2 separate regions of the Danio rerio genome follow, and region 2 is linked to region 1. The links are chromatin contacts, called in public HiCAR-type maps. All regions are on one chromosome and are shown on one strand. Each heading gives the region's core, a stretch centred on a gene start, on an enhancer-like site or on the middle of the called end of the contact. The rest is flanking DNA. Distances are from core to core; before and after follow the strand shown.

Evidence for each region. HiCAR-type assays count read pairs that join an accessible place to other places.
Region 2: a HiCAR-type map of caudal fin shows a contact between it and region 1, with 5 times the contacts expected there. The contact joins the promoter of tada2a here to the promoter of proca1 in region 1. A contact is called at or near these places in 2 of 4 datasets of contacts at active chromatin or transcription factors (caudal fin and embryo).

What each region holds. Positions count from the first base shown.
Region 1 is chr15:17,875,586-17,881,497 of GRCz12tu, reverse strand. It overlaps proca1 (protein interacting with cyclin A1), which reads left to right and starts at 1,763. Exons shown (of 4, transcript XM_009291571.5): 1 at 1,763-2,357; 2 at 2,466-2,598; 3 at 3,959-4,093; 4 at 4,189-5,912. The coding sequence starts at 1,841. The coding sequence ends at 5,593. The region is part of intron 2 of LOC141377804 (a long non-coding RNA gene); the gene reads left to right.
Region 2 is chr15:18,215,166-18,221,123 of GRCz12tu, reverse strand. It overlaps tada2a (transcriptional adaptor 2A), which reads right to left and starts at 4,384. Exons shown (of 14, transcript NM_001077141.1): 1 at 4,160-4,384; 2 at 1,702-1,808; 3 at 1,550-1,609; 4 at 868-959. The coding sequence starts at 4,184. It also overlaps a transcript of rab34a not described here.

The sequences.
Region 1 (5,912 bases), core at 514-3,013:
CTGAAAGCCGCGACCGTAAATATTTTGCATTTGTACTTACACATGCTCAATCCCTCTTTTATATGATACTTCAGTTTTTTTTTTTTTTTTTTTTTTTTGTAAAACCCTTTAAACGGTTTACACCAAATATTATTAGGTAGGCTATACAGGCAAAATATGATAAAATATTTACATATTTTAAATAGTAGCCTAATAATAAATATATTTTTGTTTCTCTGAAAGAAATGCAGCAACAGAATTATCACAATATTTTATTGCTTGCTCGCAACAATCATGTACAATTTCAAACATATTTACTTATAAACAAACGTGCATTCTCTTCTCAAATTCCGCCTGTTCGCTTTCCTGGCGCCTGCATCTGTTAAGAGTCCGAACATTAAGATCCATGTAACCATAGGAAAAGACACTGACTGATGTTCTGTATAACTACATGGAGATCTTGATTGGTCTGCACTGAAAAAGCCCACTGTTCCAAATTAGGTCACTACCCATTTCTTTTGTGAAATTAGAATGCCCAATCTCGTTGGGTCGGAAGAATCACCCCATCTCTTGTTACTATGGAAAGCGCCAAAGGAACCTCCTCCTTGCTGCGTCACCAAAGAAAAAATCTCGAGGTGTGGGGAGCGATGGGGTTACTAGCGGTCAGACACACAGATATCCATTACATCTATCCCATTATGAACATATTCGCATGCATGTGCAATAACGATTTGATTAAAAGGAGCATGCATTAATAAGGGTTTTGCATTTTGTTAAGAAATATTCTATTATATTATTGTCATAGATACAGAATTTTTTTTCGCACTTGAGGAATTTAAAAGGATCGAAAGTACTTGAAAATATGTGATTTCAGTATTATGCTATATATTTTAATGGCATTTAAAACAAAACATATAGGCCTACGCTGTGAGATAGAGAGCCTGTTTTACATAGTGGTAAATGGAGTATTCAATACAGATCATAATGAAAATTCATCGAGGAACGAATTGGTGCAATCTTTAAGCGTTCTCGGACTTTAACTTTTGTGGTATAAAACAAAACATGCAATTTTACGCATGGTACAGTTTTAACGAATATCCATGTGAATGAAGGCTTTTATAATATTTTCCCACATTTTTCGAGTGCCTTGGACTGATTTAAAAACCCGACTTTTAAAATAAATGTTCTAAAAGTGAATTTTATATTAAAGCCACGAAAAACATCTTTAAATTCTCATTTCTGTGAATTTTTTTTCTAAAAAAATTTCAAGAACAGTTTTTTCACTATAAAGAATCTTTTGCGCAATGAAAGATAGTTAAATTTGTACTCTTTTAATGGGAAAAACGACCTTTTATTTATTTTAAATCACTTTTCCCACATCTCAATATTTTCTTGTTTAATTTCTACATTATGCTTCTATTTGCCTTGAATACTTTTTGCGTTCAGTATGATGTTTTATTTTGTGCTTAATCAGAAAAATAATAAAATAATACAAAATGTGATTCTAAAAATGCATCGAATTGGAATAAAGCAATAAAACATCCATTTGCCATGCAAAATTCCTCTTAGAAATTAAGAGCATTTGCCCTTTAGGGTTTTACACACGCATAAAGTGTCCATTTGGAAATCACTGCACATTGTTCACTTGCCATAAAGACGCCAGGAGGAGGAAACAGATGCACAAGGGGTATTCAAGTTCACTGGAGGAGGAAAGAGTTAATTAAATGACAGACCCCTCCCATTATTGACTGGCAATATATTAATAGGCAGTGTGAAAGAAGCCGGCAGTCGCTGGTCAGGACTCAGGAGAGCTTGCGGTGCTGTCTGACGCTCTGTGGTGCTGAAAGTGCCGCCCGCCGCGATGTGGTCCGTGTTTTTCGTTTTTCTGTCTTATCTAGACAGAAACTTTGTTAAAGGAGAGTTCTTGAGCCAGACTTTAGATGCCGAAAAGGAGAGCAAGGAGCTCTTTTACATGCTCAACAACACTCTTTGCGCCAAAAGTTCAGTTGTAGGAGAGTACCACCTCCATCAGGTCACCGATGGGGCAGAAGAGGTCCGCTCTGTGCATGACTCCGAGGGGCGCCTGCTCGACTGCTCAGTCATCCAAAACCAAATGCAGGTCAAATCCTTTATGCATGTCTGCAGACTTGGCCTAAGAAACCAAATGAGCTCCGACCTGAAGATGAGCTTGACTGGGGTGTCCGAAGCGAAGGCGAACTGTAACAAGCTGAGATCAAAAGGAGCCAAGAATGTGATACCGACGACAAAACAAGTGAAAGAGGCGAGCAACAAGAAGACGCGAACCAAGCGAGGCTTCACTTATCCTGGCACTCTTTGGTGTGGTGCTGGAAACATCGCAGATCATTATGAGCAGCTGGGTGAGTTGACTAAGCTACTTATTTGTGCATTATAATTATCATTTTAATCTCGGACTTTAGTTTTAGAAGGGTGATTATCAAGTTTCATTTGATCTATTTTTTTCCCAGGCGAGTTCGAAGAGACTGACAGATGTTGCCGCGTTCACGATCACTGCCCATATGTCATCCATGCGTTCTCCTCCAACTATGGATATACCAACTTTAAATGGCACTCACTCAGCCATTGTGACTGCGACAATGCGTAAGTTGAATGTGTACGAGCTGTGTGTAATCAAATTTACTAATGCCGCTGTTATTACAACATACTTTATGATGGGACATATTAATTACCATATTTTAAAATGACTCTTTCGTGCACTGTAAACAATATGATCAATTAATCCTGACAGCATATGTTTTTAACTAATTAATTAAAAGTTAATCGTGTTTTAACTTGATTGTAAAGTTACACAAGCTGTTCTAAGTCAGTTTAACATAATATAAGTTGAATAGACTCATAAGTTGAATAGACTCATATATATATTTTTTTTTTACAGTGTGGATGGAGAACAGGGGGATTTAGTTATGAGAAATCCTGACGCTAACTACCTACAATGAAAAATAAACATTTTAAGGACAATATATTGTTATAGGAAGATATTTTGGATGGTTTTAATTGGCATTGGATGTTTCATAAAGAGTCTTTAACATCAACTGAGGCTTTTTACTGCATAATAGATTCTTTATGGTGTTACTGTAGATTAAAACTTTCTTTACTCTTACAAAAATTGTTATTTTAGGAACCATTCTCTAAAACAGACATGCCCAAACTAGGGCCCGCTGGCCAAAGTTGGCATGGTAACCTTTGATTTGGCCCCCCTTCCCATCTGAAAGAGGTTTAGATGTACAATTTTATTTCTTTGTTTTACTGTTAAGCTACAAAAAAGGCTATCTGAAATTAAAAGTTTCAATTGAAATGTAAGGTAATCAGATTTAGTTTGAAATGTACATAAAACGGATAGAGGACAATGCAGAGACTTTGGTGAGTGAATCAAGGCAAAGGCAGATTCTGCTTGGCTAGTGTGTTCAGCATTGAACTCCACTGTGTTATAAATATGATTGTTTATGTTTTATTGCAATAAGTTATCATTTAAAAATTGATTTTGCATTAGTTAATACAATTCAAAGTATAGTTTTCTATTTTTTTAATCATATGAAAAAAATTATATGAATTAGGAAATTACCCATGGCAGGTTATATAATGGTATATTTATCTTCGGCCCACGGCTATCAATGAGATTTGGTGTTTGGCTCTTCATACAAAAAAGTTTGTATGCCTGTTCTAAAAGGTTATTTGAGGAAACCAAAATGGTTCATTTATTGTGTTGCTGCTGCAAAAAAAATATAAAACAAAATAAATACATACATATTTGCAGTATTTATTAATAGTGTAGGTTAAACCAAAACTAAATGAATAAGTTAAATCAGGTAGAACAAAAAGAGTTGGAGTGTTTTCAAATAAAATTGATATTAGCTAATCTATATTTAAAAAGCTTTAAAGAAATCTGATATTTTCAAGCCATCTTCATATTTATACAGACTTTTATATCTGCCTCTTTCAGCTTAAAAGAATGCCTGAGGCTCGTCAATGACACCTCCTCCCGAGTGGTTGGACAAGCTTTCTTTAATGTGATCGAAGTGCCTTGCTTCGAGTTTTCATTTGAAGAGCAGTGTGTTGAGCGCCACTGGTATGGTGTGTAAGTATCAAATCGATTTAATATTTAGGATTAAACTCAAGCATACCCTTGAAAAAACATTCATGAAACTTTTGTTTGTCCTCTCTATCATGAAGGTGTAAAAAGTATGAAAGAGTTCCTGTTGCAGTGATTAAAGAATCAATCCCGTATGACTTCGGGGGTATTGATGTCATTGACGTACTGACTCTCGCTCCTCTCAAGGGAAAGCAGTCAGACAAAGAGATGCAGAACAAGACTGAAAGCACAACAGAGTCAACGTTCCCAAAGACCACGAGTCCCGAGGAGCCCTCGCTTACAAATGTGGTGACGGCCGCAGAGGATTTCATTAAAGTGCTCGCCACAGTCTCCACCTCTCAAAGCTCATCCACAGATGCAGGGAAAGGAGAAACTCAGACGTCAGAGAAGAAGAAGAAGAAAACCTCTGGCAAAAAGAAAAAGGAGAACAAGAAGAAAAGGGGCAAGGGTAAAGGCAGGAAGAAGAATAAAAAACTTGATGCTGTGTTAAAAGTCGATGAAGGTGCGTCCGGTGCGACAAATCCAAATGAAGAAGTCATGGGTAAGAACAACTACATGGAGGAAACACCAAACACAAATCAATTAAGCGTAAAAGAAAACAATTTCATGAACAGCGAGCTAGACGCAGTAGGAAATGGGGCGCTTTCTAATAAGATGATGAGGGATGATCCTCAAAGGTCGAATGATAATCGGGATGCTGATCAATCCTTAGTGAAGACTGGTAAAGATCCAGAGATTCTTGAGTACAGGCAAGTAAATGACACTGAGTTGGTTTCTCCCTCACCTAGAGATCACATTACCCCCGCCAGCCGTGAAAAGAACAGAGCCAAGCTAAGACAAAGAGGCGGAAAGAAAAAGCAAAGAAAAAACAATCCTTCCACAGAAGTTTCCCAAGCTTATTTCAAAGAAGAAACACTTTCAGTAAGTGCGCCCGAAGGTGCTAGCCTTGCAACATCAACCACAGAGAGCCCCATTACACTGGAGGTGACACAAAGTACACAGTACACGGACGAAAAGGGACTAGTAGGAACACCTGTTAAATCCAAAACACCAAGGCAGAGAGAGGGAAGAAAGAGACAAAGGAAAGTCATTGCTTCCTCTAACGAAGAACTCCCTCGTGAATCTACCTCTGAAGACCCTCTATTGTCCACAAGCACTGTTGAACCGACTGACTTGCAAGAGAGACTGGGATTGGACAATCTTGAAAATGCACAACAGAGTTCGAAGGACATCAAGCGAGGGCGGCGTGTCATCAAAATCTGCTACGAAGCCGTTTTGCCTGATGTTGCAGACACGACACCCCTGCCGACACTAATCGAAAAGGACAATGAGTTTCAGTTAAAGGACCCGGAGGTACATACAGTGATTCCTAATCTACAGACTAACACTCCGTCCATGCCTCCCCGCAGACTTGGAAAGACCAAAGTGAAGAGAAGCAGAGAGAGAGGAGCAGGAGAAAAGCATGGAAAAGTTAAGAGAGAGTGAAGATCACCTCATCTTCTAGGACAGTGTTTCTCAAGCACGTTCCTGGAGGGCCACCAACTCTGTATGTTTTGCATGCCTCCTTTCTCTGTCACACCTCTTAAAGGTTTTTCAGTCTCGACTACTGAGCTGAAGATCTGAATCAGGTGTGTTTGGTTAAGGAGACACAGAAAATGTGCAGAGCTGGTGGTCCTCCAGGAACATGGTTGGAACATGGAACATGGTTGATCCGAAACACTGTCATCCGATATGATGTTTTTAATAAACTGCATGTTTTTATCTTCTGTTTTTATAGCTCTGCTGATGCTAAACTGACAAATCA
Region 2 (5,958 bases), core at 3,135-5,634, 340 kb before region 1:
GTATAAGAATTTTAACACTGGCCATACATTTAAACTAAAGTGTTGATGTTTAAAAACTGTTCCCAAAAGCTAAAAAACAGAAATTATTTTTAATGTACTTTCTGATCACACAGTAGAAAACTGATATTCTTTCAGAGTATTTTTGTCTTGCTTTCTGCTGCAAACATCTATTTGCAATTCAATATACATTTACTACAAGAAGCAAAATGGCATAAGACAAGAAGTCCTGTTTTATAAGAAACTGATATAAATGTGTTTGTATGCATGACATGAACAAAGGTCTGCCTATAAACAAACAAACAAACAAACAAACAAACAAAAAATTGATTTATTCCATATTAAACAAGTTTTCATGCTGTAATGACACACATTTGTTCTTCTTTTAATCACTTAATTTTGTCAATTTCTCAAAAAGTAAACTAAAATATTTAGAATCAAGCCTGAAATTATTCATACCTTTATTCATGAGCCGGTGTCATTTTAGTAACTTTAAGTCAGAATTTGCCAGGGGTATGAATAATTCCGGGCTTGACTGTATATTAAAGATATTATTATATTAATGTATACATTGCATTACTATATAATTGATTGGTTTTGCATTTAACTAAATATATCTTGATTTATGGATGATTTAATAATTGCATTGCATAACAAGACAAAACACTGAGGAAGACACTCTTTTTTGGCAATTCCTGAAACATTTCATGCCATTACTACTTCACAAATGTATCACTTTTTGTTCTGATTTTAAACTTAAATAGTGGAAGAGGACATTACATTATTTAGATCTGAGGAAACACTGAGCTCTAGTACAATTAAGCCTTATTAGAAGAAAGAATAAAAGGTATGGAAAGGAACTATACTGACCAATTCCCAAACCCACAGTCCATGACGGCCTCTAAAAGAGCCATTTCCTCCTGTGCAGTCCAGCCACTCTCTAACACCGGAAAATCTGAGGTCTAGAAAAAATACATATTAAAAAAAAAAAACATGTTATTTATAGAGCAAATACATTTATAGAGCAAATTTTTACAATCAAGAATTTTTAAAGAACAAACAAACAAAAGAATCTGTTTTGAACATTTATGGAATAAACAACATTTAAAAACATCTTATATATCTAAATACTTTAATGATTTTTAGGAACATATAACTAGTGAAAACAAAACAAACACCCACATACAGTATTTGTTAACATTTTAGTTTAATTATCAATTACACCAGTAACAAAAGAGAAACAACATTTACTACTGGGTTATTACCTGTTTATTAGCACTTATAATACTATTATCTTATTTTACATCCCTAATCCTACCCAATAACTACGGTAAACCCAATTACTACCATATAATACCACTTATATATATATATATATATATATATATATATATATATATATATATATATATATATATATATACTTATATAAATATAAAACTATAACTATAAAATTAACTACAACAAAAAACAAACCAACAAAAAACAGTTGCCATTGAAATACCTTTTATTCCAATATCTTATGTATTAAGTGTTGTAATCTATACTTTACCATGATTTCATATTTGTGGTCACTCTGGTGCTTTTTATACTCATATCCTCTAGTGAAACACTGCAACAGAAAGATGAAAACATAAAGTGAGTATTTCATGATCAGTGACAGTGTATGATTGATGCATTCAGACAGCAGTGGAAGGAAAGCACCTGCAGACACAGGAGAAATGGGGACGGTCCACATTCAGCACACTTGATGTATGGCTCCACCAGATATGACGAACATCCACGACAGGGAGGCTTATCGAAAGGATCATCTGAAGACCAAAAAATTTAGAAACAGAATGAAGGTATCAGCAAATCAACCCTCAAGAAATTCCGTTTCTCTGGATTTACTGGATATTTTAGCTATGGGTTTGAGTAATAATGTTTAGTTCATGAACAAAAATTTAGTCATTTAGAGCCTTTTTGGATGTTTTCTGAAAAAAAAAAAAAAACAATTCCAATAAAATAAATATTAACATTTATTTTATAAATAAAATAAATATTAACATTTATTTTACTTAAAATTTTACCTAAACAAATCCAATATTTTCAAAGTAATAAAGTTTAGTATAAAATATCCAAATATTTTAATTTGTTGTGATTAAAAAAAATCTGGGATATGACACCAAATAATACTTTTTTTTAAAAAATTCTTCTGAATTCAAAAATTCAAATGGTATTGTGCTGTCAGAAAAAGAGAAAATATAAGCATGTCTAAAAATAAATTTTATTGTAACACAATACAATACATACTGTACAACACATGTACAGTATGTGTTTAAGTAAAAATAATAATTTCTGTGAAATAAAGAAATTCTGTTCTATACATCACAAAAAATAGTGTGATTTAGAGCTACTGTATCTAGTCACAAAATTACAAAATAATAATTTAATATTCTTTATGAATAAATGAAACAAATAATAACATTAAAAGACACAAACAGTACCTAATCAAACCAGAACGTTCAAGAAGTCCAGTTTTTACAAAAGTGTACAATATATTTTCAAATATGACACTTGATTTATTGTTTGTTGCTTAGAATAAATGTTTAATATTTCTTGTGTTTATAAAATATTCTACAAATGTGAAAGAAAACCATTATTTTATTTTTAAAGCATTTATTTTATTTAGCTAATCTTGAATGTATGTCAAAACATATTACTATGTTATAAAGCTGATACTTATTAAAAAAACTATGAATTATAACGAAAAGTGAAAAATATAACCCACCAAAATCAAATGTAGTATTTTATTACAAATATCTGTTATTATTACGTTATTAGATAATTAGTTTTTAATGAATATATATATATATATATATATATATATATATATATATATATATATATATATATATATATATATATATATATATAGTTTATAAGGAAATAAGAGTATATTTAAGAAAAACATTAATTTGTGAATAGCCATGGGACAATAACAGGTTTCAAAGTACAACGCAGTTTGGAAAAGTCAATGATTTAAAACCGCCAAAGTTTTCTGTTATACCGTTCCTACGGTGTTTGTACGGTTTTTATTTACGTGTTTTTTTTTTGTTTGTTTTTTTTAGGACAACAGTATCTCCAGAAGAAAAACATTTGCGAAGATGTCTTTTCAAGTTGTAAAGAAATCAGTGTTTTGAAACTAATGAAAACAGCAGAAGTCAATGATTCATTTCAATAATTTAGGACACGTTTACTTTTCCAAAATATTTTAAATGTTTCTCAAAATAAACTATATTGTGTTCAAACTAGGTGGAAAAGTTTTAGTTGTTCACCCAGACATTTAAAAACTTATTTTAGAGCACTAATAATACTGTGAAACTGTGATAATTTTATCCAAAGTTCTCATACCGTCAGAATCTTATACCGACCTATGCCTATTTGTGAAGCATAAAGTATACAGTAAGGGGGTCTTAAAACTATTTCTGGTTAATACAACATTCACCTGAGGTATGATTACAGTTAATGCACTGCAGCTACTGCATTTTACTTTATAGTTTCTACCATTAATATAATTTGTTTTACCATTTATGAATTACAACACCATGGTACAGCATCATATATTCCACTTAAAAGCATTGTGAATTATTTACTACATTCATTAAACTCACAATATAAATAGTTATAAAATGTTTTAAATACAATAAATAAATTTACAAATTAAATATTTGTATAAAAAATAAACATTAAAAAACTCATATGCTACATTTTATTTCATATATATACTTTAAATTATTGTTATTTATTTATATAAAAAAATATATATACACATTTTTTTAAAGAAATCATGACTTTATACTTTAATGCACTGATTTGTTTTATATAAGTTATATGTATTACAAATCGGGGGCAGCATGGTACAGTTTAAGATGCCGTACTGCAATATGCATTATGTTAAGCGTTATTAATAAGTGTATTATCATAACATGATGTACTCCAGAGAAATTCAAATATTGTCATGGCACAAAATACAACGTACGTCGTAAATGGCTCTTACAGAGTCATTTTAGCTGACATCCGTTTACTATGGTACATTTCTGTATCAAATACCAGAGCTATTTAGTTTTCATATTTAGGCTGTTTCCCCAAGAGTACTAGATTTACTAAACAAGAAACTTACTTCCAAATGACGCCAGTCTATCCATGTTGTAAATGAATGATGGGATCTGGAAAATGTAAAACCTTCCTCCTCCTCTTCCACTCGTTTGGAAAAAAATTGAGATCTTTCTGTGATTTGTGCTGAATTAAACTGGGCGGTTGTACCGATTATGCCTCGTCGTTAAAAAGCAAAGAATAAAAACATAATCTTATGCTCTGTTTAACACATTATTGAGAATGTAAACACAGTGCTTCTGCTCGATCTGTGCAGCTCAGTGAACAACATTAGGAGGGGAAGTGACGTTCTTCCACAGCGCCCCTCAGCGGCACCTGCGCGATACATACATACATGAATATGTGACAGACTCGCGAGCTCAGCCTTTCTACAGTGAGGTCAAGATCTCTCAAGTGACTTTTAATAATCATCTACAGTATAACTGATAGCCTACTTTACACTGGACACTTGAGGAATATCAGACCAGATATTTCGTTTTCATCACTTTCCCACCTGTAAATCATCGTAAGTATTTTTTTACGGATTCATTTCTCATAGTTTTATAAGAGGCGTTCAACTCATAGATATTTATAATTGATATCTATTATATAATGTCGATGGTTCAGCTTCAGGATGATCCTGTTTTTATACATTATTTAGTATTAATAGATTACTATGAAAGTTAGAATTATTATTATGATTATTATTATTATTAGGTTATTACATTGATATATAAATTACATAATTATAATTTTTACTTTTACTTTCCTTTGGCCTTTTCCTTGCTTTAGCGTGGTTACCACAGCGAAATGAACCGTCAATATCTTAATTTTATGAAATTTCATTTTTCCTTTTGTTAATGTTGGTTATTGTATTTACTAACATGAGCAAATGAGGAAATGCTAATGAACAACAGATTTATTACAGTACTTGTTCCTCTTTTTTAACGTTTGTTAATGACAATAAAGTTGTTCATTGTTAGTCAACGTAACTCACAGTGCACTGACTAATATTAACAAGCACAACTTTAGATTTTAATAATGTTGAACTCGGTCGAGGCAGTGACGCAGTAGGTAGTGCTGTCGCCTCACAGCAAGAAGGTCGCTGGGTCGAACAGTTGGCGTTTCTGTGTGGAGTTTGCATGTTCTCCATGTCTTAGCGTGGGTTTCCTTCGGGTGCTCCGGATTCCCCCACAGTCCAAAGACATGCGGTACAGATGAATTGGGTAAGCTAAATTGTCCGTAGTGTATGAGTGTGTGTGTGTGAATGTGTGTGTGGATGTTTCCCAGAAATGGGTTGCAGATGGAAGGGCATCCGCTGCGTAAAAACTTGCTGGATAAGTTGGCAGTTCATTCCGCTGTGGCGACCCCGGATTAATAAAGGGACTAAGCCGACAAGAAAATGAATGAATGAATAATGTTGAACTCAAAAAATGCCATACAGATTTGATAATGCTTAGTTCATGTTAGTAAATGCATTAACAAACATTAACTAACAGACCATTATTTTGAAGTATCACCCTGATATTTTTAGTTATGCACACTTTTATGTATTGTCCATTTAGCTTTTTAAATTAATTGAATTTAGGAAAAGATAACATTTACTCTGTCTCTTAACCTCTGAAAAAAAAAACACTGTATTTAAGTCCATTTATTCTTGTTGTTATTATAAATTGTGAAAAAATCATCCAACCGTTTTAAATTCATGATTGAGCTATTCCAGCGTTATGGATGTGACTTTTGCAAAACATAAATTCACAGAGAAACTGTTAACGTGTTTATATTTTCCAAAACAACTAACCACAGAGTAATGGGATCAGAAAAACA